Linked DNA regions of Ovis aries: region 1 is linked to region 2. A link is a contact called in public Hi-C data. All regions are on one chromosome and are shown on one strand. The core of a region is the stretch at or near the end of the contact, and the rest is flanking DNA. Distances in the headings are between cores, read along the strand shown.

Region 1 (6,122 bases), core at 2,035-4,534, 170 kb after region 2:
ATTCTATCAAAATCAGAAACCAAATATTCACTTTACTATATACAGATTAGTCTCAGGGGGAAAAAGTAACAAACAAGCTAAATTTACCTGTATTTGGTAGGGCATAGGGCATATTTTTTTAATTAATTTAATTGGAGAATAATTACTTTACAATATCGTCATGGTTTTTGCCATACATTGCCATGAATCAGCCACAGCTGCATGTGTCCCCCCATCCTGCACCGCCCCCTCCCCCTCTCTCCCCACCCCATCCCTCTGGGTTGTCCCAGTACACTGGCTTGAGTGTGCCCTGCCTGTTTCATGCATTGAACTGGCACTGGTCCTCTATTTTACATATGGTAATATACATGTTTCAATGCTATTCTCTCAAATCATCCCACCCTCACCTTCTCCCGCATAGTCCAAAAGTCTGCTCTTTACATCTGTGTGTCTTTTGCTGTCCTGCATATAGGATCGTCATTACTGTCTTTCTAAATTCCATGTATATGCATTAATATACTATTGGTGCTTCTCTTTCTGACTTACTTCACTCTGTATAATAGGCTCCAGTTTCATCCACCTCATTAGAACTGACTCAAATGTGTTCTTTTTTTTTCTATAGCTGAGTAATTCCATTGCGTATATGTACCACAACTTCCTTATTCATTTGTCTGCCGATGGACATCTAGGTTGCTTCCACGTCTTTAGCTATTGTAAACAGTGCTGAAATGAACATTGAGGTATATATGTCTCTTTCAATTCTGGTTTCCTCAGTGTATATGCCCAGCAGTGGGATTGCTGGGTCACAAAAGGGCACAGGGCATATTAACAGGTTTTTTTGCCATATACAGATATATTTTTTTAAGAGTGAAGCATTTTTGTATGTAACATGCTTAGGATGACTGCAAAAGAATTTAGGACAAGTCTGTACTTTTCTACTTAAAGAATAAAAGGAAACAAAAACTAAGTAACAAAAGTTCAACTGAGGGCTTTCCTGGTGGCTTAGTGGTAAAGAAGCTGCTTCCCAATTCAGGAGACACTGGTTCCATCCCTGATCCAGGAAGATCCCACAAGCCAAGGAGCAACGAAGCCTGCCACAACTACCGAGCCTGCGGTCTAGAGCCTGGGAGCTTCAACTACTGAGCCCACACACTGCAACGACTGAAGCCCCGGCGATCTTCTCTTGTGCTCTGCAACAGGAAAAGCCACCGCAATGAGACACCCCTATGCTGCAACTAGACAGTGGCCACTACTCATCACAACTAAAGGAAAGCCCGTGCAGCAATTAAGAACCAGCACAGCCAAATATAATTAAATAAATAATCTTTAAAAAAGAAGTTCAACTGAAGTACTTATGACGTTTTTGAAGCTTAATTTTAAGAACTGAATGCCTTTCCCTACATTTATTTATACATTTTCAAAACTTTGCTGTGTACCTAAGAGGAAGGTACATTTGTTAAATTACTGTGACAAGTAAACTGATATAACCAACTGTAAAAGAATATTTTTGAAAAGCACAAATGAAACCCAGAGATAAGAAACAGAAAAATTACTTAACTTGGAAAATGCAGTCTTTTTTTAACTACTTAAATCCAAAAGTATCACACTTAATTCTTAATAATATTTATAAGTAGTAAGAAGACTGCCACTTTCAACAACAACAACAAAAAAGGACAGGGAGGGGGGAGTCAAGCCAAAATTCTCATTTACAGTATCACAAATGAAAGATGATATACAATGATATATGCCAGGCACACAGTAAACACTACAGGAAGCTTTTTTCAATCAGAAAGAAGCAAGGTTTTAGTTTTCACTTCAAAAATCTTATTTTCTGACTTTCTTTAAATGTCACTTAAACTGATTTAATTTTAAAGATTTGCTTAGTCTTTAAGATTGAGCAAAAAGCTAATTGGATAAGCAGAAAATCTAAATTTTAGTACACATATTAATACATGAAGCTTGAAAAAACTGACTTTAAATGTATTAAAGCCAACACCAGTATTCAAAAATAACAGGATTCTCCAGATTTACTAACCTGACCACCGTCTTCTGAGGAAAGAAAACAAAAAAACAAACCATCTTTTGAGATACAGGATTCTAATTTCTACAATTTTACAATTTTGTTTTTTGTTTTTCATCGGAGCCTTTCAAACGTTCCCCAATACCACTTACCTTATCGCATGCCTTGCTATTCTGCTTCTAGTACTTATCTAGGTAACAACAAACTTACAGAAAATTGTCAAAAACTGCCGGGTTTGGGGGGATGAGGGATTGTTTTTGCTATTTCTAAGGCCCAAGAGATCTGAAAGGTGGAGAGAGATGCCAGGGCAAGGAACTCCCGGGAGTAAGGGGATTGGAGAAGAAGATGCAGTTGTCTGGGAGTGAACGCTTGTCAGAAGGGCAACGTGCTCCTTTTCAAAAACACTTTGGAAATTGCAAACGGAGAATCAGCTTCCCCATCCAAGCCCATCAGCTATCAGAATCCCGTCTCCCTCATCCAACAGTCACTTTGGCGGATCCTGGAGAAAAAGACGTCTGTCCCTCGCGGGATCCCTCCAATGGCCCAAGTTAACCTTCGTCTAGCAGGGCAGCGAGGCCGCCAGGCGTTACCCGAGAAAGGCGAGGGGAAAAGTGAAGCCAGTGACAAACGCTGGAGCTCCCGCGCTGACACTGCGCCGACTCATACATAACCCACCTCCGCAAGGCAGCCGGATGGCCGTGGCGTGACGCCGCCGACCGGTTCTCCGTACTGACAAGTGTCCCCAAGCCTTCGCCTTTCAGTATTTGCCATTCCCCTTCCCTCCGTTCCCATTCCATTCATTCGAGAAACCAAAGAAATAAAAATAAAAACAAAGTGAGCGGCTGTGCTTGGAGGCAAGGAGGGCGGCCAGGCCATCCCCGGGAAGAGACCGGAGGAGGCAGGCGGCGGAAGGCTGCTGGCGCCGTTCTTCCGGGCCGGGGAAGGTTCAGCCCTCTAGGCCGCGGATCCGGGGCCTCGCGTAGTCAGAGGGGCCGAGCAGAGGCGCGGCCGGGAACCGGCGTACCTACTTACCAAATCTGGAACTTGAGCAGAGGCCCCGTGGCGTACTGCATCTTTAATCTCTTGCCAGGCACGCCGCCGCCCAAGTTGGCTGAGGCATCGCTCCGGACCACCGCCGACGCCGCCACCAGCAGAAGTAGCAGAAGCCTCATCTTAAACGAGCCAGCCACTTCGGCCGCCCTCACACTGAGACCGCAGCCAGCCCAAAGCCGAGCGGGTGCTGAGAACTGATCCCCACCGCGCAAACGCGATCCGCCAAGGTCGACGAGAGAAGCAGGAATGCGCATGCGCATCCCGGCGCCGGCGCAGGCTGTGAGAGGGAGCGCTGACCCATTTTACTGTCCTGACCCACCATGTTGGGTGTGCGCCGGAGGCTGTGGGGTGGAATGACAGGAGGAGCCAGTTGATGAAAGCTCGCGACACAACTGGATTCTGTATACAGTTTAATTCAGACATTTATATCCCCGAGACGTTTAAGAACACGTGTTTAACAGTCTTGATTCAGGTGTGGGAGCTAAAAGAGAAAGCCCCTGCCTTCCGAACGGAGAAGGAAATGGCAACCCTCTCCAGTATTCTTGCCTGGAGAATCCTGTGGACGGAGCCTGGTGGGCTGCCATCTATGGGGTCGCACAGAGTCGGACAGGACTGAAGCAACTTAGCAGCAGCAGCTGCCTTCCGAACAGGAATGCTTCAGTCTTTCTGGCCGCGTGCTATGGCCTTTTGTTTGAATTTCCTTGCAATATTGCTCTTTCCTAAAGGAATCTTAAAAAAAAAAAAAAAAGACCTTTGGAAAACTTAATTATATAGTGGTTTTAGTCGCTAAGTCGTGTCCCACTCTTGTGATCCCATGGACTGTAGCCCGACAGGCTTCTTTGTCCATGGAATTTCCTAGGCAAGAATACTGGAGTGGGTTGCTATTTCCTTCTCCAGGGGATCTTCCAAATTCAGGGACTGAAGCCTGGTCTCCTGCAGTACAGGCAGGTTCTTTACCGAGTGAGCTACCAGGGAATTCCCAAAATCATATAAAAGAACAGAATAATTACCTTACTCACCGTTAACATTACTGGCATTTTGACAATCTTAATTGTCTGTAGTATAGCTCTAACTGCTTTTCCCAAAGGGAAGATAGTAGGAGACAAATAACTTCATCTATAGATTTTTAAGGGTGTATATCTAAAAAATAACCATCTGGGGGGGAGGGGAGCGGGAACTGATCACAATACCATTCAGTTCAGTTCAGTCGCTCAGTCGTGTCAGACTCTTTGCGAACCCATGAATTGCAGCACCAGGCCTCCCTGTCCATCACCATCTCCCGGAGTTCACTCAAACTCACCTCCATCGAGTTGGGGTGATGCCATCCAGCCATCTCATCCTCTGTCGTCCCCTTCTCCTCCAGCCCCCAATCTCTCCCAGCATCAGAGTCTTTTCCAATGAGTCAACTCTTCACATGAGGTGGCCAAAGCACTGGAGTTTCAGCTTTAGCATCATTCCTTCCAAAGAACACCCAGGGCTGATCTCCTTTAGAATGGACTGGTTGGATTTCCTTGCAGCCAAGGGACTCTGAAGAGTCTTCTCCAACACCACAGTTCAAAAGCATAAATTCTTTGGCGCTCAGCTTTCTTCACAGTCCAACTCTCACATCCATACATGACCACAGGAAAAACCATAGCCTTGACTAAACGGACCTTTGTTGGCAAAGTAATGTCTCTGCTTTTCAATATGCTGTCTAGGTTGGTCATAACTTTCCTTCCAAGGAGTGTCTTTTAATTTCATGGCTGCAATCACCATCTGCAGTGATTTTGGAGCCCAAAAAGATAAAGTCTGACACTGTTTCCACTGTTCCCCCATTTCCCATGAATGGGACCAGATGGGATGATCTTCATTTTTTAAATGTTGAGCTTTAAGCCAACTTTTTCACTCTTCTCTTTCACTTTCATTAAGAGACTTTTTAGTTCCACTTCACTTTCTGCCATAAGGGTGGTGTTATCTGCATATCTGAGATTATTGATACTTTTCCTGGCAATCTTGATTCCAGCTTGTGCTTCTTCCAGCCCAGCATTTCTCATGATGTATTCTGCATAGAAGTTAAATAAGCAGGGTGACAATATACAGCCTTGACGTACTCCTTTTCCTATTTGGAACCAGTCTGTTGTTCCATTTCCAGTTCTAACTGTTGCTTCCTGACCTGCATATAGGTTTCTGAAGAGGCAGGTTAGGTGGTCTGGTGTTCCCATCTCTTTCAGAATTTTCCACAGTTTATTGTGATCCACACAGTCAAAGGCTTTGACAATGCCATTATTCCACTGTAAAAAATGAATTATTGCTTCATACCAAAATATCCACTGTTCAAATTTCTCCTTAGTATTTATTTTTATTGTTAATTTTTCAAATTGTTACTGAACCAAATGGGTCTGCTCACTACGAGCTACTGACATTGGACTGTAGTGAAGGAAAACGCAGCATTTACTATAAATGCGCCAATACAAAGGGGATGAGTGCTTTGTGCCTAAAATCCTGAAATCTTCGATGGTTGGGGGGGATAGTTTTATAAGCAAAATTTGGGGTGAGGCCTCAGTGTGGGTGGCTTTCTTTTGATAGGTTGGTGGTGAAGTAATGGTGGTGTACCGGGAATCTTGGGCTCAGCCTTAAATTACCATCCTCCACCTGAGTAGGGGCCTTGTAGTCTCTGCCTATTTCCCAAGACCACACTGTTGTGGCTGCACAAATTCTCTTTTTTTTTCTTGGCTTCATCCCGTCTTAGTGTTGGCACTTGGGATCTTCACTGCGTCGTGAAGGACCTTCAATGCAGCTCAAGGACTCTCCAGTTGTCACACAGCAGCTCAGCAGTTGTGGCATTCTAGTATAGCTGGCCTAAGGCATGTGGGATCATAGTTCTCTGCATTGCCAGGTGGATTCTTAACCACTGGACCACCACCCTGCCCCCTTTCTTGACTGCACTTCTCTGGTTTCTGCATTCTCTAACTTCCCTGACAGCAACCTTTTGAATCTGCTCTTTGGAACTCAGGGAATGTCAAAGAGGCTAAATGAAGCCTACTTTCTGCAACCAAGAAATTGGGAACACAAAAAGGACTAAAATCAAAAG
Region 2 (5,792 bases), core at 2,324-4,823:
ACCATTTGCCCAATTGCAGAAGCTGCCTAATTAGCAAAACCACACAATTTGTAACTTACAGAAAGAAGAGTGAGAGCGTGTCTACTTCACTGGGGCCTTTCTCACCATGCTCAGCAGTTTAAGTGAGATTAGGGGTCACCTGCGAGCTTTTACAAATAAGACCCACCCTGATAAATATATAGGGAAAAAATATATAGGGATAAATACATAGGGAAAAAATATATAGGGATAAATATATAGGGAAAAAAATAGGGAAAGATGGGTTACTCGGTCTACCCCTAATCTGAAAAGGGTAATACAGAGGGGGAGGTGGGTTAAGGAGTGTGTCTTGCTTCACACATGTCCCTTTTGTGTAATTCAGGCCTCGGTGGGTGGGGGAAGGCAGCCAACCAGCAGATGTGGTAAATGGGTCAGGAATCAGGTGATAACAAAAGGCTGGACTCCCCACTGCCCTCCCCAGGCCACAAAGCCCCCAGCAACAGCAGCAACTCCCAAGGGCAAGTAAACACAACTCCACTCAGCACACGTGGCCTCCTGAGAGGGCGCCCCAGCTCACAGCACCCAGTGTGCAAAGGCCACCTCTATCTGATTCGAAAGCCCCAAGGAAGCAGGAAGCAGGAAGCAGGACCAGAAAGGCCAGCCTGGCAGCCTGGAGAAGGCACTGGTATAGGTTAGCCAGCAGGCCTGTCCACGCTCATCCACTCACGCTCGGCAACTGCCTCAGCAATTTTTTTTAATTACCCTGCTCAACTTATTCAGAAGTGCAATGATGTGAAGGAGGGAGGAGGCATCTGCCAGGGTTAAGAGTTGATAGGTCAGTTGTTTTTTCTTTTAAGAAAAATAAACCGGATCCTCTCTGCAGAAAATTGCTTTTCCCATCTGAAACCAAACTGCTTTTAGAACAACCAGGGCCTAGCTGGCTGGAATACTGAAAATTCATATCAACGTGGCAAGGGTGGGGACCTCGCTTCTCTGATGAGAGCTAGTAAGACGGGAGAATGGGAGCCACCTGCACTGAGAGGTGGAGAGAGTGAAAGCACATGTAATAAATTCCATTTGCTTGGGTTTTAAATTAAAAGTGGAAAACATTCTATTTTCTCCAATAAATGTGAAACTGGGTGGTTTTTTTTTCTATTGTCTCTATTGTGTTCTTTAGGCCATAAAAAGGTAAAAATGGAACCAACAATATGATTAAATTTTTCCTCTCATTACCAGCTAAGGAAAGAATTTAGGTGAAGTGTACTCACAAAATTCAGCACTCTATTAGAGGCTGTATAGCTGTCTTCTGTGTTGAGTGTGCTAACTTTAACTCCTTAACCAGACTATAAGTACTTTTTGTGGTATAACTGAAAGGATATAGATTAGTACTTAACAAGAAAGGCCCTACAACTTCCCTGGCGGTCCAGTGGTTAAGACTTCATCTTCACATCCAGTGGATATGGGTTCAATTCTTGGTAGAAGAGCTAAAATCCCACATGCATCAACAAAACCAAAACACAAAACAGAAGCAACACTGTAAAAAATTCAATAAAGACTTAAAAAACTGTCCAAGGTCAAAAAAACAAAAAGCTTGGGGAAAAAGGGACTCTGAAGCTTTCCCAACATGATCAGCTATGTGATCTTGAGCAAATTAAGTCTTTCTGTGGCTCAGTGTCCTTGACTATAAAATGGAAATGATAACATTAGTATCCATCCTGTAGGATTATTGCAGAGGCCTGAAAACCATCCATTCCTGGCACATAGTGGACATTTAATAAACATCAGTTATTATTATTATTTTTTTGTATTCCCAGAGTACTCTTCCAAAAACTCAGACTCAGCCACATTACTGTGCCTTTCAAAAACCTACAGAGGCTACCCCTTGTCACTGATCTAAAGGTCTTATCAGGCCAATTGAGGCTCCCATGTACCACCCCTAGGCCCCCAAGTCCCAATACCTTCTCTCAATGTGCTTTAGCTGCTGCTACAATATCTTTACCACCACCCCTCATACTCTCACCTATTCATCTGAAACTCTCTTTCATGAGTGTTTGGCTATTAGCATAGTGTTCCCTTACTATTAGTAGACTAAACTAGAACCACTGTCAGAGTCCAACAGTGACTGCTGGTACATAATAAATGCTCAGGAAACATTTACTTAAGATTGAGCAACGTTATCTATTAATTTTTTTCAAGATTTAGATCAAATGCAACAAAATCCTTGCATGTAATCTTTCTATATACCGTGTATAAGACTAAACTTTCTTCTGGCTTCTAACAGTCTATTTTTTGGACAAATTTTATTCACTGAGGACTCATTAATATTATTAAACATTCCCTAATACTACTTTTTAAAAATAACTGCTAAACTTTTAACCAGCTATTATGATGGGCCAGGTTCTTGGCATATAACAAACTCATTTAATCCTCACTATCCCACCCATAAGATAGGTACTGTTTTTATTCCACTTTCTCAAATGAGGAAACTGAGGCACAAAGAAATAAAGAACTTGTCCAAAGTCACATTGATGGTAAGCAGAGGCCCATTTTTCACCTAGTCTTTACCACTGCCTCTCCTACAAAGAAAGACCTGAGTCCCAGCTACATAGTTCATTGCCTCAATTCCAGTGTCAGTGGGTCAAAGTTGCAGAAAAGCAATTCAACTCCGTACACGTTAACTTGCGGTTCTCACTCCAGGGCTTCGGCTGAGCGTGTGGGGCCAGGGCCCACACCTTGCCATCAAAGTCTTGGACTTCCGCGGGATCTCAAAGATAAAGATGCGTTATACTGGAGCATCATCCATTGTTTTCCCGGGGTTTCAGGACCCTAGCCGCATTTCTGGCATTCTTAGATTCTGGCGATCTCGAACTCCTTTTAGTTAACTCTGTCCGTGAACTCCCTCCCTGGCCCTCTAGCAAGTCAGAGGCGCTCAACTCAATTCAACGAAGGCTTTGGCAGGGCCAATGGTAAAAGACTAGTTTACCTCCTTTCCCCCTGGGAAGAGCAGGACCAAAGAGTGGTCCAAACATATCCTTAACATCCCAGCACTAGGTCCTGCGCCCGCTGCAGACCCATCCCGAGCCCCTTGCCCTGCTCCCGCCCAAAGCTCCGGGTCTAAGTAAGAGCCGTCCTGACCGCGGTCACGCCTCCCCCGCGTGCTGCTGACTCAACCCTGGGAAAAGAAACCTCTCGGTTTTTTCCGACCTGTCCCTGGGGCACCCGCGTCCCGCCCCGCCCCCCCCCCCACCCAAGCCCCCGCCCCGCCTAAAGTTATCCTTCGGCTCTGAGCCCGCGGAACGCGTTGGCGTGACTCCCCGGGGTGTGGCCGAAGAACTCAGGCGACGCCTTGCCGAAGGGCGGACTCCTCCGCGGCCCGGAAAAGGAGACCCCGCGCGGCGGCAGCGGCGAGCCGGGCATGCTCACTGGCGCGGGCCGGGACCGCAGCCCAGGCAGGAAGCGCTGGCGCTAGGCGGTCCCCAGCGCTGCCAGCTGGAGTCGGGCGGAGCCGGAGCTCCAGCTCCGGGTGGTTCTGCCAGTCCCCGCGCGCCCGGGCGGCCGCACACGTGTCCAAGCGTCACGTCCGCGCGCGCCCCCGGGGCTTGCGTCAGCGGCCGCTCCGGTAGCTGGTGGGCCGGGGTTCTGCGCGCCGCTCGGCTTCGGGGCCGCGACACCGCCGGGAGGAGGAGTTTGGGGGCTCGAAGGGGTGTTCGGAGCGCCGGGGACCGCGGAGATCGTCAGCGCGGTCCAGCCCTCCATCCTGCCCGGCGCCGATCGTCTCCGCTGCTCGGTCCCGGGCTGGGCGCGGTGGCGTTGCCCAGGAGCCCGCCGCCCGCGGGGCGCGCACCGCCTTGACCCCGGCGGCCCCGCGGCAGGCAGACGCCCGCAGTTCCATGGTTGGTTCGGAGCGCAATGAGCCGCCCGTCCTCCACCGGCCCCAGCGCTAACAAACCCTGCAGCAAGCAGCCGCCGCCGCAGCCACAGCACGCTCCGTCCCCGGCTGCGCCCCCGGCCGCCGCCACCATCTCGGCTGCGGGCCCCGGCTCGTCCGCGGTGCCCGCCGCGGCGGCGGTGGTCTCGGGCCCCGGCGGCGGCGGCGGCGGCGGCGGCGGGGCTGGGCCAGTGTCTCCGCAGCACCACGAGCTGACCTCGCTCTTCGAGTGCCCGGTGTGCTTTGACTATGTCCTGCCTCCCATCCTGCAGTGCCAGGCCGGGCACCTGGTGTGTAACCAATGCCGCCAGAAGTTGAGCTGCTGCCCGACGTGCCGGGGCGCCCTGACGCCCAGCATCAGGAACCTGGCTATGGAGAAGGTGGCCTCGGCAGTTCTGTTTCCCTGCAAGGTAAGCCCAGGTGCCAGCCACGCACCACCGCCCGGCGACCTCCTGGGACTCCTGTGTCCCCAGCCCATTCGCGGGCGCTGAGAGGCAGTGGGCTTCTCTCATTAACTGGGGGGGAAAAAAAGTTTACACCGTGTTCGCCCTCCCCCATGCCACCTGTCCACTTTGGGAGCAGCTCTGGGCCGACTGCTGCCCGATCACTGACCCCAGCCTGATTGGCACGCGATCACGCTGTCCCCACCCGGAGCCTGCGTACTCTGCAGACGTGTACTCAGCCTGGGTAGAGCTGGGCCGCCGAAGGAAAACTTGGACCCAGAAGCTGACTATCTGTGGGGGACAGAGGAGAGGGGAAAGGAGCGAATTAAACGCACCCCTCGCCAGCGCTGGGCTTGGAAGGACTGGTCCTGGATTCCTCCTGCCCCCCCCCCGCGTCTGCCTTCTGCGCACCCCTGACACGTGGGAGCCCTCGGGAGTGTAGCTAAAAAAAAAAAAAAAAAGGGCGCCTACAGCCTGTTTTCCTCCAACAAGAAAACCTTGTAAGCCACGCCTTTCCCTCTCCTAGCCTTCCAAGGACTGATGAGTTGTGTTATTTTACTAAGTGGGGAGAAAACAAGAGTTGATGGGGAATTTAACTGGAAGGGCACGCAGGAGCTGTTGTTACAGTTCTTTAAAGCCCACCACTTTATTTTTTGTTTAGTTAAAAAATTATCAGTGCTCTTGCAAAAGAAAAAAAAAAAAGGGCACATCACTGAGACAAGTGAAAGACCCAAACGTCTCCTTTCCCACCAATGTTAGGTTTAGTATGCATCTGCATGGAGTTTTTTCTAACCATGTATAAATACACTCTCCGCAGCTGAATATAGAATGGTCGATGTTAATGTCAGGAAGGTTTATATATGCACACGTAAGTTTTTCTCCAAAAATGGCTTCTGCAGCTTGCTGACTTAAGTTCGTTTCATCACACATGTTTTTATATGTCTGCAGCCTAAGTCTATCTCATTGTATTTTAAATGGCTGCATAATTTTGCATTGTGTGGTCATACTGTAACATCAGTTTACATCTTTTGGGTAAAAATCTTCAGGAGCAGTTTCAGGAGCAGATAGAGACGTATCTATCTATATTACCGCATTATAACCTAGAATTTTACCATACATCTCATTTTTTAAACTTAGAAATAATGTCATTAATATTTTTGGAGTTTTTTTGGTAAAGCGCTTCATGGGCCATTTAGGCTCTCTGGCATTGATTTCTCTTTGCTGCTGCTTACTTTTATAGGGCAAGGGCTTATTTTTAAATTAAAAATAATCCACCAGAGAACTGAAGCTTGGGACGAATGTCAGTAAAATGAGTGATTTAATTTGGTCTGTGTCCTGCCACAAATAGGGTTTAAAATAGCATATTCAAATAAGCGTTTGAACTTGTGTTTGAGCTCTGGGTTTTCAGTCAACCCTAATAAATTATCATGCTTTGAACCACT

What was found. Hi-C and Micro-C count contacts between places; a contact is called where the count stands out from the background.
Region 1: a Hi-C map of hypothalamus shows a contact between it and region 2, with 2.3 times the contacts expected there. The contact joins the promoter of SELENOT here to the promoter of SIAH2 in region 2.

What each region holds. Positions count from the first base shown.
Region 1 is chr1:238,252,872-238,258,993 of ARS-UI_Ramb_v3.0, forward strand. It overlaps SELENOT (selenoprotein T), which reads right to left and starts at 3,285. Exons shown (of 6, transcript XM_004003256.6): 1 at 3,032-3,285. The coding sequence starts at 3,171.
Region 2 is chr1:238,086,177-238,091,968 of ARS-UI_Ramb_v3.0, forward strand. SIAH2 (siah E3 ubiquitin protein ligase 2) reads left to right here and starts at 3,574. Exons shown (of 2, transcript XM_015092602.3): 1 at 3,574-4,317. The coding sequence starts at 3,889.